2 separate regions of the Mus musculus genome follow, and region 2 is linked to region 1. The links are chromatin contacts, called in public Hi-C maps. All regions are on one chromosome and are shown on one strand. Each heading gives the region's core, a stretch centred on a gene start, on an enhancer-like site or on the middle of the called end of the contact. The rest is flanking DNA. Distances are from core to core; before and after follow the strand shown. Region 1 overlaps Me1 (malic enzyme 1, NADP(+)-dependent, cytosolic). Region 2 has its middle 18 kb from the start of Prss35.

Region 1 (7,092 bases), core at 2,888-5,387:
CTCAGGCTTCCTGGATGACCCATCCTGGACTGCTCACCTTGGTCACCTTGTAGCACTGCTCTGCAGAGCACTCCGCTTTGCTGGTCGGATTACTCAAAGCAAAGATGATGGGCCGCTCGTTGAAGGCAGCCATATCCTTGAGAATTTGTTCAGTGAAAGCACCACCAATTGCAGCAACTCCTACAAAGGAAACAAGAAACCAGGGATCAGAACTGGTCAGTTCTTCCAAAGGCCCAGACCCCCAAACAATGAGATATGGCAACTCACTTCTAACAGGCCCTAACAAAGCACAGAATGTTCACCCTGAAGCCTAGTGATGAAACAATGTTGCTTAAGGCCAATTATCTTTAGGGTTACAAATCAATAAGTGCCTTTATAAGTCACAGATAAGACATCAGACTCACAAGTCAGAAGTCCTAGTCAGTCATTAGGAACTGTGGTTACAAGTGTTTCTATCAGGAAATTAAACCATGTCTGATACATTCTCTCTAAGCAATTTTGAGTAGACCATGGTAACTGTGTCTTTATAAAGCGACATTAGCTATCACCTCATTCCACTGTGAAGCTGAAATAACCACTCGCTGGAAGCAGAATAAAGCAACTAACAAACTAACGTAAGAAAGGTAAAAGGTCTAAGTTAACTGAAGAACACACTGTATAAGACAACCCTGAAGGCTTGTGAAGTTCTTTGTGATTCTGGATCCTCATCCCTGACATTATCAACTACTGCACAAGTGCTACTAAGATTACACTATGATTGAAAAGTAGACAGACACACACAGAAAGGGAACAAACTCATAGCTTTCTTCAAGATTTGAAGCACAGAATTTGCACACATCTGTTCTGCTTTTCTAAAGCAGGGTCTCAGACAGCTCAGGCTGAGCTCCTGTCCTGTGTTCCTGTCCTGTCCTGTCCTCCTGTCCTGTGCTCCTGTCCTGTCCTCCTGTCCTGTCCTGTCCTGCCCTCCTGTCCTGTCCTCCTGTTCTGTCCTGTCCTGTCCTCCTGTCCTGTCCTGTCCTCCTGTCCTGTGCTCCTGTCCTGTGCTCCTGTCCTGTCCTGTCCTCCTGTCCTGTGCTCCTGTCCTGTCCTCCTGTCCTCCTGTCCTGTCCTGTCCTGTCCTGTCCTCCTGTCCTGTCCTGTCCTGTCCTCCTGTCCTGTCCTCCTGTCCTGTCCTCCTGTCCTGTCCTTCTGTCCTCCTGTCATGTCCTGCCCTCCTGTCCTGTCCTCCTGTCCTGTCCTCCTGTCCTGTCCTGTCCTCCTGTCCTGTCCTGTCCTCCTGTCCTGCCCTCCTGTCCTGTCCTCCTGTCCTGTCCTGTCCTCCTGTCCTGTCCTCCTGTCCTGTCCTGTCCTGTCCTGTCCTGTCCTGTACTCCTGTCCTGTCCTGTCCTCCTGTCCTGTCCTGTCCTCCTGTCCTGTCCTGTCCTCCTGTCCTGTCCTCCTGTCCTGTCCTGTACTCCTGTCCTGTCCTCCTGTCCTGTCCTGTCCTCCTGTCCTGTCCTGTCCTGTCCTCCTGTCCTGTCCTGACCTCCTGTCCTGTGCTCCTGTCCTGTCCTGTCCTCCTGTCCTGTCCTGTCCTGTCCTGTGCTCCTGTCTGGACTTCCCAAAGCTGGGATGGGATGGGAGGAGTGCACAACACCCACAGCTACACACTACACACTGTACTGTGCACACAAAGGCACAGCATGCACAGCTACACACTACACACCTTACTGTGCACACAAAGGCACAGCACGCACAGCTACACACTACACACCGTACTGTGCACACAAAGGCACAGCACGCACAGCTACACACTACACACTGTACTGTGCACACAAAGGCACAGCACGCACAGCTACACACTACACACCGTACTGTGCACACAAAGGCACAGCACGCACAGCTACACACTACACACCGTACTGTGCACACAAAGGCACAGCATGCACAGCTACACACTACACACCGTACTGTGCACACAAAGGCACAGCATGCACAGCTACACACTACACACCGTACTGTGCACACAAAGGCACAGCATGCACAGCTACACACTACACACTGTACTGTGCACACAAAGAACCACTAGAGAATCTGAGGAAGAATGGAATGATATGGGAAGTGCAAGCCCTGTCTTCTAGGAAGACAGAGCCCCTGGATCTCAGCGTGAGTGGTATATTGTGGGCATGGCTCCTCATGGCATAGCTAGTAAACTGTGGCCTCATGGCAAGGCTGTCCTGTACACCACAGGACTTTTTACCACCATCACAGACATCTACCCATTACAGTTGGCCTTTCCTTTCCTCTCCTCCCCCCTCCCTCTCCCCCTCCCCTCCCTCCACCCCCTCTCCTCTCCTTTCCTTTCTCCACAATCCCCTTCACACTGAAGACAACTAAAACCCATGTCTAGGCACAGCCCAGTGTTCTGGGGGTGAGTTTCCTGCACACTCGAGAGGGCTGTCTACTGTGTAATGAAGCCCGAGAGCTGAATGTGGCAGGTGTCAGCAGGTTCACCCAGCACAGGGCCACACACTGGCTCTGTATGTGTATACCGGAATATACACTAGGAAGGCAGAACTGAATTACACCTCAGTGCCTACGAGAACCCTGCTACTTGAGTGTGTCCATTTCCTTTCTGGATTCCAAAGGTTTATAAATTTTAAAAAGCAAAACAATGCTAAATAGGTCAAATTAAAGGAACAAGAGTAGAAAAACATTTACCTATGAGGGCAGTTGGTTTTATCTTTTGAACAATGGCTTCCAGATTCTTCATTTCTTCATGTTCATGGGCAAACACCTCTTTCTCTTCTGTGAGAGATGCACGACCCTGAGAAATGCAAATGGAAAGTCAAATTATTGCAGCTGCGTGGGCCAAAGGCACAGCTAACGTTACATTCATCGTCCTGTGTCTATGTATGCCATCTATTTGTGAAGCCCTCGTCCAATGGCCACCATATTACTTCACTTGTCCCCTCTGGTCTCTCAAGACAGGGTTTCCCTGGATAGCCATGACTGTGCTGGAACTCACTCTGTAGACCAGGCTGGCTTCAAAATCACAGAGATCTGCCTGCCTGTCTTCTTATAGCTGGGATTAAAGGCACACACTACCGTGGCCAGCTTCTCTTGTCCTTTCAACAAATATTCACGTGGAGGATGGTGTCCCACAATGCAAATCCAATGAGAGTTTTGAGATAGAGGCCACGCATGGTAATTGTTATTTTACACACAAGGACACAAGTTTAGAGACTTGGAGTGCTCCAACTTCTGACAGGCATTGTCTAAAGCTGCCTTTCACTACAGCACACAACTGCCCAGCAGTTTTCCAAATACTGGATGCCAGACTGAATGCAAACTGTCAGGCCTGAAGCTGGTGCAATCTCCTTGATTTAAAGTGTGTGTGTGTGTGTGTGTGTGTGTGTGTGTGTGTGTGTGTGTGTGTGTGCGCGCATAGTCATCGGTATGAGCTTATGCACAGAGTATGAACTAATAATGTTCTATGTATAGAGAGGTCAGAGACAGTGTTGGCTGCTGGTCCTCATATTCTACCTTGTTTAAGACAGTCCTGCTTCACCACTGTGTACCCCATAAATCAGATTAGCTGACTGGAGGCTTCTAGGAAATCTGTTTCCACTTCCCATCTTGCTGTATGAGTTGTTAGAATTACAAACATGTGCTTTATGTGGGTTGTGGGGGTTTGAACTCAGGTCCTCATGATTGTGTGGCAAGCCCTTTACCCACTGAGCCATCTCTGAAGCCTAATTTTATTTCCTTTTAAAAGCAATACAGAATCCTAGAAAATCTAAAGCAGATGAACTCTTTCTTCTTGTTTCCCTCTCTGTAAACAAGTAGGGCCGGAGCCTGCACCTCATCAAGTCACAGGGGCTAAAGACAGGATGGAAACACGGGAAGGAGGCACTGGGAGCGTTATCAGCTGAGATAAACCCTTCTGTGAAGAGGCCAGAGCTTTCATTCCAAGCCGTTGTAATTTTGGAACATTTTATCCGAGCCTGCTACAAACTGCTATTGGTGTGCCACTGCTTTGCAATATAAATGTGACATTAGATTGGGTGACTTCCCAAAGAGAGAGTACACCACTGGTCACTGCTGTATTCCAGGAAGCTTCCTCCTCCTTCCCGCTCCTGTATCAGCCCGTGCTACATCTCAGACACCATGAAAACAAACCTCCTTTGTTCATTTACAATCAAGCCTGAAGCTCCCAGTTCACACACTGCAGGAGGGAACAGCAGCAACAGCAAGTCCGATAGTTCACCCATAGTCTTATTCATCATGTTCACTTGAAAAATTACTCCGATTTCTACTTTCATCAGGAAATACCAAGTTGTTCATAAAACTATGTAGTTAGTGTGTTTTATGGTTAATGTTAAATCTAAATGAACTTGATCAACAGAAACGTCTTTGGTAGTGGAGACAGAGTCCAGAGCTTCACACACCTGAGACAATGTTTTAGGTACTAAAAAGTGTCACTGTCAAATGATCCCAGTCTTTCTTCCTATTTATGAACAGACCGCCTCTTTCCTTCCACTAACGCAAGGTGACCTCAGTAGCACTGCTGAGTTAGGTCTCCAACCCACACATTAGCTTCAGACTGACAGCGAGTGCACAGACTAGTTCCACACATTTCTTTTGTGTTTGTAGCAAGATTTTAAATTGCTTTTTAATAACATTAAAAACCCTTGACAATACTGAAAATGTTACAGTTCTTATAAAATGTGGGGTCCTTTGGGCTTCTCCTATTGACTGCTCGCTCTCAAGCACCTTTAACTGTACAGGTTTATTTCATTTGCATAGCTCCATCACAAGCATTAGGTAGTATACTGGCATGGAAAGGATGAGTGAGCCGAATGACAAGGTTTTAGGAAAAGGGCGACATTTGGTATAGCAAAGAACGTCTCTCGGAGAAGTTAGAGACATAGTGAATGCAATCATCCCCAGTTCCCTGTCCTCCTGTCCTGAGTCTGTGCTCTCCGCTATGTGACTCCGCGGATCCGTCCCCCAAAAGTAGATGATATCAATGCTTTTTTAGCTCAATGAACCCATCCCTGGTTAAAAGTAATTCTTATTACACCTAACTGTGAAACAGCATAGCTTCTCCCAGCCTGCATCCAATGTGCTCAGAATCTGAGCACAACGTGCACCTTCTAACAAAGGCAACATCCAAGACTGTACTCCAGGGGAGAGCACTATTCTGGATCAAAACAGTGAAAGATCCTAAGGGGAGCCATCAAGTTGGGGCGAGTCTTTCCCAGGCCTGTGTATTTGGACTGGAATATACAGCTGCCCCCTGGGTCTTAAGAAGAACTAGCATACCCACCTGTCCCCGGGTAACCTTGCCACTTCTTGTGGTCTGCTGCTGGGTACCATCATGGGACAGTACGAGGCAGATGTGGACCCACGTTGCAGAAGTTAAGAACCACATAGCAAACAGTACCAGTGCTGTCCACTCTGACTCAGACAGGTGTGAAAAGAAACCACTGTTGTGTTTCATCAAGATGTTGCAATTAAGCTGGGCAGTGGTGGCGCACCCCTTTAATCCCAGCACTTGGGAGGCAGAGGCAGGCAGATTTCTGAGTTCGAGGACAACCTGGTTTACAGAGTGAGTTCCAGGACAGCCAGGGCTATACAGAGAAACCCTGTCTCAAAAAAAAATCAAAATTAATTAATTAATTAATTAAAAAGATGCCACAATTACTGAGAATACAGCATTAGGCTACAACAGCAGCTTTAATACTGACTCTGTATGTTGCCATTTTTTAACCTAATGTTACTCCTTCTGACTTTAGGAACAGACAGCTCCTCTTAGTTTAATAAAAATCAATGTTTTTGCAATTGCTCTTCCTCCTCGGCTTCCTTACTGGTTGGTGGCAAAAATCATCTTGCCTTATTAGAAAGAGAAAAGTAATTCTTGTCATGAAAAACAGCAACAAGAACAAAATTTGGAATCTTTGGTAGTTACAGTTTTTAATATCTAAACCATTTTTGAACAATTTCTGAAAACAGAGTGAACTAAAATTTATGGTTAGTTTGAGTCTTACACAGTAAAATTTCCAGAAGAGATACCAAATAAAATTCTGGCTCGGGAAGACATATATCCTGGGAACAGTAACTCAGCTGCAAGCATTCTAAACATGAATACAATTTTGGCTTACTATTTTTCTCCACAGAAATGCACCCATGGTTGCAGTTGTAAAAAGCAAGAAACTCGCCTATGTTCTGTGGCCCTAAAAGACAAATGCTACAGAACTCCACATAGCTCTCAACCTGACCTCTATACTCAAGGTCAAAGGTCACTGTAAAATGGAAATATTAAAATGTTTAGGAAAGTGTTTAGATGTTGTACTTAAATACTTATTGACTTATTACCTATTTACTTACTTAGTGAAGAGCTGGGGTTGGATCCCAGGGCCTTAAGATGGTGGGGAAATGCTACACCTTGACATTGTAGCCCACACCTAGGCTACATCACTTTATGTCCAAATATCGGAAACCTTCCCATGAGGTGCTAGGAATTCTAACTGTCTGTCAACACTCATTCTCCTGGGCCTTGGGTTGTTTTGTTTTTACAGTTTGTTTGTGTTTCTCATTTTTAATGACAGCATTTCCATTTAGTCTGTAATGTATACTGGCTTTACCTTCCCGTACAGGCTGCACTCACAAGTTTCTTTGCATCCAGGAGTAACATCAGTACCTTCTGGACAGATGGAAGGATGGAAACCGCTCCATTACACAGTTATGCCCTTAATAAGCGATGAGGCACAGAACCCCAGCACCTTTCAGACCTGTCAGTGGCTAGGAGAGGCAGCTGTGAAGCATCTTCCTCCCAGCATACCCCAAGTCTGTCTGTCTGTCTGTCAGATGCCCCCTTGCCTCTCCAGCACCAGGCCTGGAGGTCTCCCGGCAGGCACAGTTGCATTTAAAGAGGAGTTTCTTCATTTAGATATATGAAAACAACATCAAGAATACTTTGTCCTGACAAGTGCTTATCTTTCATTAATAAGACATCTACATCCAAGATCATGGCCATGATGCAGCCCGTCTGCCATCCTCGCATGCAGGAGAACAAGGTCCAAGTTGGTGGCCAGCATGAGCTACACA
Region 2 (7,092 bases), core at 2,729-5,228, 130 kb after region 1:
ATTTATGCCTGTCCTGCTTCAGTCTCCCTGCTGGGAATACAGGTGTGAGCCACCATGCTCAGTAAAGAGGTCATATTTCTCCATACTAGTGTCTTGGGAATACAATTTATCTTCATCTAACAGTTGTTTATATTTTAATATAAAAATACTATACTTCACATTTTCTCCAAGTTAGGTTTTCTAGGCTTGGTAATTATTTCAAACACAAAATGACCCAGGACTCTTCTACCACAGTTATTGTTATCTATATACTTACCCCCTCGAATATTAGTTTCCCAAAGCATAATTGTGAATTTTTAAAATTAATTAATTTATTATTAGTGGTGTGTGTATAAGCGTGTGTGTGTGTGTATATGTGTGTGTGTGTGTGTGTGTGTGTGTGTGTGTGTGTGTGTGTGTGTGAATTCACATGTGCAATCATGGCCCACATGTGTAAGTCAGAGTAAAACATTTGGGAGTTGGTTTCCTCCTTCCACCATGGGTTCTGGATACTGACCTCAGGTTGTCATGCTTTCATGGCAAATGTTTTTCCTGTTAAATCTTCTCCCCATCCCTGAGTTTTCCACATAGAATCCTGAACACTTAAGTACTGTTAAAACAATGGGTATGACTTACACACAAACAAGATGCAATATACTCCAGCAGCAACTCCGAGATGTCCTAGAACCCCTTTCCAATTATTCCAGTGAGTTTTTCTTTCATTTTGAGCTTCGTCATCTTTACAACTCTCCATAAATACATAAATACTAACATCTACTGCCATTATTATAAAATAGCGGCGATTGTCAGCAGGAAAAGCCATCGAGTAACGCATCTGCATTTATGAGCTTTAGTTAATGAAACACAAATTCATCAAAACAAATTAGCCAGTGTCTCCTGTATCTCTTTGGAGAAGGTTACAGCATGTCCCTAGGATGCTACAGACGTGAAAAATGGCTCAAACATTAGCAAGATCCAAATGGAAATCAGCTTCCCAAATTGAACAATAGTTCTGCAAGCGTTTTGGATTTCCCACTTTCTTCTTGCAGTGACTTTTCTCTGGTGGAAATCAATGGAGTCATGTCAGGTAGCACAGTTCCGGCATTAGTGCTGTGACTTGGTGCATTGACAACCTCTACCAGTGCAACCATCTTTCCAGATTTTCCGGTTTCCTTGGCCGTTTATAAGCTGGCTTCCTGCTGCTGCTCTGGATGAAGGTCATGAGGATCCTGAACATGAGACTCCTTCAGATAACTTACAAATGCACAGATGTGGCTAGGGGATCCAGGGCCCCTGTTTGCTCTGTCTTTGGCCTTGAAGTATACTGTCTAGTTCAAAATATTAGTCATTATGGCTTTCTGGGCAAAGCTGGGGAAGAGATCAACATTTACAGGGTTCATTTTTGCTCCTACAGCATATTTCTGGGCAACCAAAACACAAGAAGAGAATATACAGCGTATTTGCATCAGCAAAATTCATTTGACAAAAGCTTTCCTGTTTAGTTGTGAAACAGGGACTTTTTAAAATTTCTACTTGCTGAGCTGGGTGTGGCGATGCATCTGGGGAAGCTGAGGCAGGAGGATGGAAAATTCAAAGACTTCCTGGGCTACAGAGTCAGTTCAAGGCCAGGTTGGGCATTTGAGTGAGACCCTGCCACAAAAGCACCTTTTAAAAAGGACTGCGCATATAGCTCACTCACCTAGTAGGGCACACACCTAGCATGTGCAAGGCCCTGGGTTCAAGTCTCAGCACGGAAAATAAAAATTCCACCCAATTAAATTTAAAAAAAAAAAAAATCTAGCTCTCCACCTCATGTACTCCTCTGTCACCTCCAAAGCACTGTTTTTGCTGGTTTACCGTGTGTGTGTGTGTGTGTGTGTGTGTGTGTGTGTGTGTGTGTGTGTGTGTGTGATACATATATTCATGTGAAGGCCAGAGAGGATGTTGAGTGTCTCCTCTATTTGTCCCTACCTCCTTCCTTTGTGTCAGGGTCTCTCACTGAACCTGCTAACCTGGCAGCAGCCATCAGGCCTCAAGGATCCTCCTGCCTCTATATTTCACAGAGTAACAGGCAGGCATAGCCACACCCAGCTTTTTTTTTTCCCGAATTTTATTTTATTTATTTATTTTTAAATATTTTTATTACATATTTTCCTCAATTACATTTCCAATGCTATCCCAAAAGTCCCCCATACCCTCCCCCACCCCCACTTCCCTACCCACCCATTCCCATTTTTTTGGCCCTGGCGTTCCCCTGTACTGGGGCATATAAAGTTTGCATGTCCAATGGGCCTCTCTTTCCAGTGATGGCCGACTAGGCCATCTTTTGATACATATGCAGCTAGAGTCAAGAGCTCCAGGGTACTGGTTAGTTCATAATGTTGTTCCACCTATAGGGTTGCAGATCCCTTTAGTTCCTTGGGTACTTTCTCTAGCTCCTCCATTGGGAGCCCTGTGATCCATCCATTAGCTGACTGTGAGCATCCACTTCTGTGTTTGCTAGGCCCCGGCATAGTCTCACAAGAGACAGCTACATCTGGGTCCTTTCGATAAAATCTTGCTAGTGTTTGCAATGGTGTCAGCGTTTGGAAGCTGATTATGGGGTGGATCCCTGGATATGGCAGTCTCTAGGTGGTCCATCCTTTCGTCTCAGCTCCAAACTTTGTCTCTGTAACTCCTTCCATGGGTGTTTTGTTCCCAATTCTAAGGAGGGGCACAGTGTCCACACTTCAGTCTTCGTTCTACACCCAGCTTTTTTACATGAGTGTTGGGAACTTGAACTCGGGTCCTCATGCTTCCGTAGCGAGCAATCTTGCTGAGAGGCCCATCCCCTCCTGTTTGTGTTTTGATTTCTGTAAATTAGACTTGACTCATGCTTGTTATCTTAGCCATTATTGCTTTTTGAGACTGAGTCTCACATATCTCTGGCCAGCCTTGAACTTGCTAAATACCTCAGAATGACCTTGAAGTCCTGATCTTCTGGCCTCTTCCCCGAAACTGTTAGAACTGGCATTTCGAGTCACCACACCCAGTGTATTTGACGCTGGCGATCAAATACAGAGCCTTAGGAATGCCAGGTAAGCAAGCACTCTACTGACTGAGCTACATCCCCAGCCCTTGGTTACTTTAAAGAATACAGTTCAAAATATTAAGTTCATCCTTAATGGGTATAACTAGTCTCTGGAACTTTTCTCATCTTGAAAACTGAGATTCTTGTATCCCATTGTATTCTCCCCTCCCATCTCACCCCCTCTCTTTCAGCCTTGGCCGCCTCCATTCTGTTTCTGCCTTTATAAATCTGGCTTTTCTGAGGACCTCATGTGGATATAATCATACAATATATTTTTCTCTGTGTTATTGGCTTATTTCACTTAGAGTGTGTTTGCTTCCTGCTTGTTTATGAGCAACTTGGCTTGGGGTTCTCAACAGGAAGAGAGAGCATGGTTCCTCGAGGAAGGGGGTAAGAGTTCTGGTTGTCATAATAAAGACACTGTTACCAGCATTTAATAGGCAGGTACTAGGAAGGCTGCACAAGCTGCAGAGTGAGGGTTGGTCCCACAGGGCAAAGGACTCTCCTGCTCAGATAGCAGCCATGAAGACGGCAGAAACTACACATTGGCAGGCTCTTTGTCTGTAAACTAAGCATTTGGGCTAGATGGATTACAGTTTTTCTCCGAGCTCTAAGAATCCTTTGTTCTATCACTTCCCTTAAAATGACTTAGACGCATCGTGTTGCTCTCTTCCCCTCTCTCTAATTACAGCTTTTTGTGAGCCCAAGTCATTTTCATCTAGACAATCCAATGGGACCAGTCACAGAGATTAACCATAAATCCATATCACTCCTTGTTAAATATAACTTGCCTGCTTGGGTTAAAACTCACAGCGCTCTTTAGTCAATTATGAGGCTGATAAATAAAGCAGTCTGGAAGCAGTCAGCAAAGGCTTTCTGTCTAGTAATTAAAGGCTACCATTGTGCTGTCAGATTTTAGCTGAATGGCTCCCTCCCTACTCTCACATGCAGCTGAAGAACCTTCTGGGTAAGCATAAAAACAGGGACACTGTGGGAAATGTAGTTCTCTTGAAGCCATTTTTTTCTACTGTCGCTAAAGAGAAAACCCCACTGGGGGCCCTTGGGGAGTCATAAGCAAGGCTGGCAGAAGCCATTGAGAATTGGTTCCCTAGAGAAATGAATTAAGCACACTCCTCTTGTGAGTGGAATAACCGTCGAAAAGGAAAACCTGAATTCATTGGTACTTATTCCATTGTACTCCTCTCAGGACAAAGAAGAGTATGCATCAACCATGTGAACTTCCTGGATGAAAGGCTGGGTCCCTGTATACAGTGTAACTGGGATTTTCCACGGAGCTATCCTCGATACATACTACAAGTTAAGGAACCAAGGGCTGGGGAGATGGTTTAGTGTGTGGATTCTTTGCTGCATAAGCAGGAAGATCTAAGCTCAGGCCCGGGCACACATATGAAAATACAGGTCCAAAATTGATGGTAAGACAATTGCTGAAGATAATGCTTGCATAGCTCTTGAACACGGAGAAATTGAGCTGGTGCCTCACCAGAGTCTAACTTCACCCCTCCTGACTAATGTTCATGCTGCTGGAAGGTCACCAGAGGAGAAAGGGAAACACCATCAAGTTACAAACCTTGTGATCTACAATGTGACCTGCCTGCATGACACAATGGTATGATAGTGGCACAAAAGTTGTAGAAGAAACCAACCATTATCTGATTGGACTTAAGACCTATCCCATGGAGATGAATCTCATGCTTGACATTACTTGGGTGGCCAAGAATCTAAGATTAGATAGACGATAGACCTAGGGTAAAACCAAATACTATTGTTCTGCTAAAGGAACATAGCAATAATAATGACTCCTAATTACATTCTGCTATATCATAGATCCGTGTCTTACTCGGTCATCACTAGGGATGCTTTTTCCTGCAGGAGATGGGAAAAAAATACAGAGACCCATAACTGGACAGAGAGTGAGAGACTTTGAAACAGTCCGAAATGGGATGTCTTCATCCAACCCATCACCACAGAGCTCAGGGAACTATGGAGAAGAGAAGGCAGAAAGAATGTCCGAGTAAGAGGAGGTGGATGACACTGGAGAAAATGTCTTCCAGACACAACACGACTGATGTACATATGAACTCACAGACTGCGGCTGCACACACAGGGCCTGCACAGGAATAAGTCAGACAAGGTCCCAGTGCTGAAAGGAGGAAGAGGACATGACTCCTATCCCTAACCAAGAAGCTGTCTCCAACTGATAACTTTGTGCAAAGAATTAGTTTTCTCCAATGGAGTCCCACTAGGCATATAAACCACGTTTAAGAGTAGGCCCCCATGCCCCACAAAATGACTCACACAAAATAAAACTCAGTGGTATTTCTTCCCTCATCTTGCTTTCTTTGGGCATTTTAAAAATCATTGTATTCTATGTGCATGTTTTACCTGCTTGTGTGTCTGTGCACCATGTATGTCTCTATGTGTCTGGTGTCTGTTGAGGCCAGAGGTGGTGTCTGATCCCATGGAACTGGAGCTAACAGACGATTGTGAACCATGCTTTGATGTTCTTAACCACTGAGCCATCGCTCCAGCACCATGTTTGGGCATTTTTTTTTTATCTTACTGATTTTTTGCTTGTATATTATGGTTTTCCAATATTGTGCTTTAATGGGCTTTGTTTGTGTGTGTGTGTGTGTGTGTGTGTGTGTCTGTGTGTCTGTGTGTCTGTGTGTGTCTGTGTGTGTCTGTGTATGCAAGTGTCTCTTGGTTTGCTTTGTTTTGTTTTGTTTTGTTTTGTTTGTTTTGATAGATAGCAAGGATCCAGGAGCAAATGGAAAGGTGGGAACCATGATCATATTTAATGAAAAAAATATTTTCAATTAAAAAAAAAGACAGGTGTGCATTGAATACTCAGAGCTGTGAGGTGAAGAGAAGAGGATTCTAGGACCTTGTCTAATTGCTGAGCTCCAGTGAGAGACCTTGTCTCAAAAAATAAGGTGGAAAGGACCTTCATAAGAGCCCCATCCAGCCCATCCACCCATCCGCCCGCCCCCATAGTCAAGTGTTAAGAAATTCAGTCAAAGCTAGCAATCCTCTTGATCAACACAGGAAAGGAGAAAGCAATTCCTGAGGCCTCTGTTTCCTAAGATTATTGTTCTGTGTAGCAATACCTGGCAGGGCACCATCGGCTCTGTCCTCCAGCTTCGGGAATTAATGGCGTAGATGAAAACAGTTTCTTTTGAGAGTTGGCAATCGCAACCTTTCTCTGTTTACAGTGGTTAGGGGATGGCTACTTCGTTAAGCCAGCATAAGACCCAATACGGTAGGCAGAGTGCAGCCCAGCCTGGGCCTTAGGCTCTAAGTTAATCAACAGCATAGCTTGGGCGGTGACCCTCACAGAGTCCTGATAACAGTATAAAAGTGGCCTTTCAGGAAGCTGGAAAAGAAGTTAGTTTACAAAGGCAGTTACAAACTAGAAATGCTTGCTTTAACATAAAATACACACATGCACATGAATTGCCGGCCCCTTATTAAAATCTTTTCTTTGAATCTGCTCTTTTCTAGGGAAATTCTATGACCACATTTTTGTATAATTGCAATCTATAATTGGTTTGTTATAGTATCTGCTTCTTGGCCTTTGTGGTATCAGAAGTCAATCCTAGGTTCCTGGGCATGCGGGGTAAGCACTTGATCATTGAGCTGCAAAACACACTGAGGATTAAAGGTATCTGTATGAAATAACCTTGGTACAGAACCCTGGCTTTCTACTTTCTGTTTTCTAGTCTTTTCTAGTTGTCAGCTGTTTTGACAATTTTTTTTAATCATTCCAAATAATTGTTCAGTTTTCACAAGAACAATAACTTCTTTTGTTTTCATATTTATATTTACCCTAGTTAGTCAAGGTTAAATTGCATAACTATAATAACAGGTTTAACTTGAACGAGTCTAGCAGTCAACATGGCTGACTCTTGATAAGCTTGTGGCTCAGCATGTGGGAACAGTTGTGTGGGCAGCTCAGGAGCTGTCAACTCCTTGGTGCCTATCTATGCCTTTTGAAGGGACAATGGGGAGCACCCACCACCCTG

What was found. A called contact is a pair of places that touch in the nucleus more often than the background predicts.
Region 2: a Hi-C map of brain shows a contact between it and region 1, with 4 times the contacts expected there. The contact joins two enhancer-like sites. A contact is called at or near these places in 2 of 15 datasets of contacts at CTCF or cohesin (CD8 T cells and the NIH/3T3 cell line), 5 of 484 Hi-C or Micro-C datasets (brain, cochlea, differentiating embryonic stem cells and 2 more), 1 of 115 datasets of contacts at active chromatin or transcription factors (stem cell-derived neural progenitor cells) and 2 of 9 other capture datasets (adipose tissue and pancreatic islet).

What each region holds. Positions count from the first base shown.
Region 1 is chr9:86,596,019-86,603,110 of GRCm38.p6, forward strand. It overlaps Me1 (malic enzyme 1, NADP(+)-dependent, cytosolic), which reads right to left. Exons shown (of 14, transcript NM_008615.2): 10 at 2,701-2,806; 11 at 38-180. Among named protein-coding and RNA genes, the nearest start is that of Rwdd2a, 28 kb to the left of the region's middle. Within about 2 kb of position 4,138, at least 16 of the 459 cell types and tissues checked have an H3K27ac peak or open chromatin away from gene starts, as enhancers often do. A contact at or near this core is called in brain, where this site is marked.
Region 2 is chr9:86,722,258-86,729,349 of GRCm38.p6, forward strand. No RefSeq gene overlaps it. Among named protein-coding and RNA genes, the nearest start is that of Prss35, 18 kb to the right of the region's middle. Within about 2 kb of position 3,979, at least 32 of the 459 cell types and tissues checked have an H3K27ac peak or open chromatin away from gene starts, as enhancers often do. A contact at or near this core is called in brain, where this site is marked.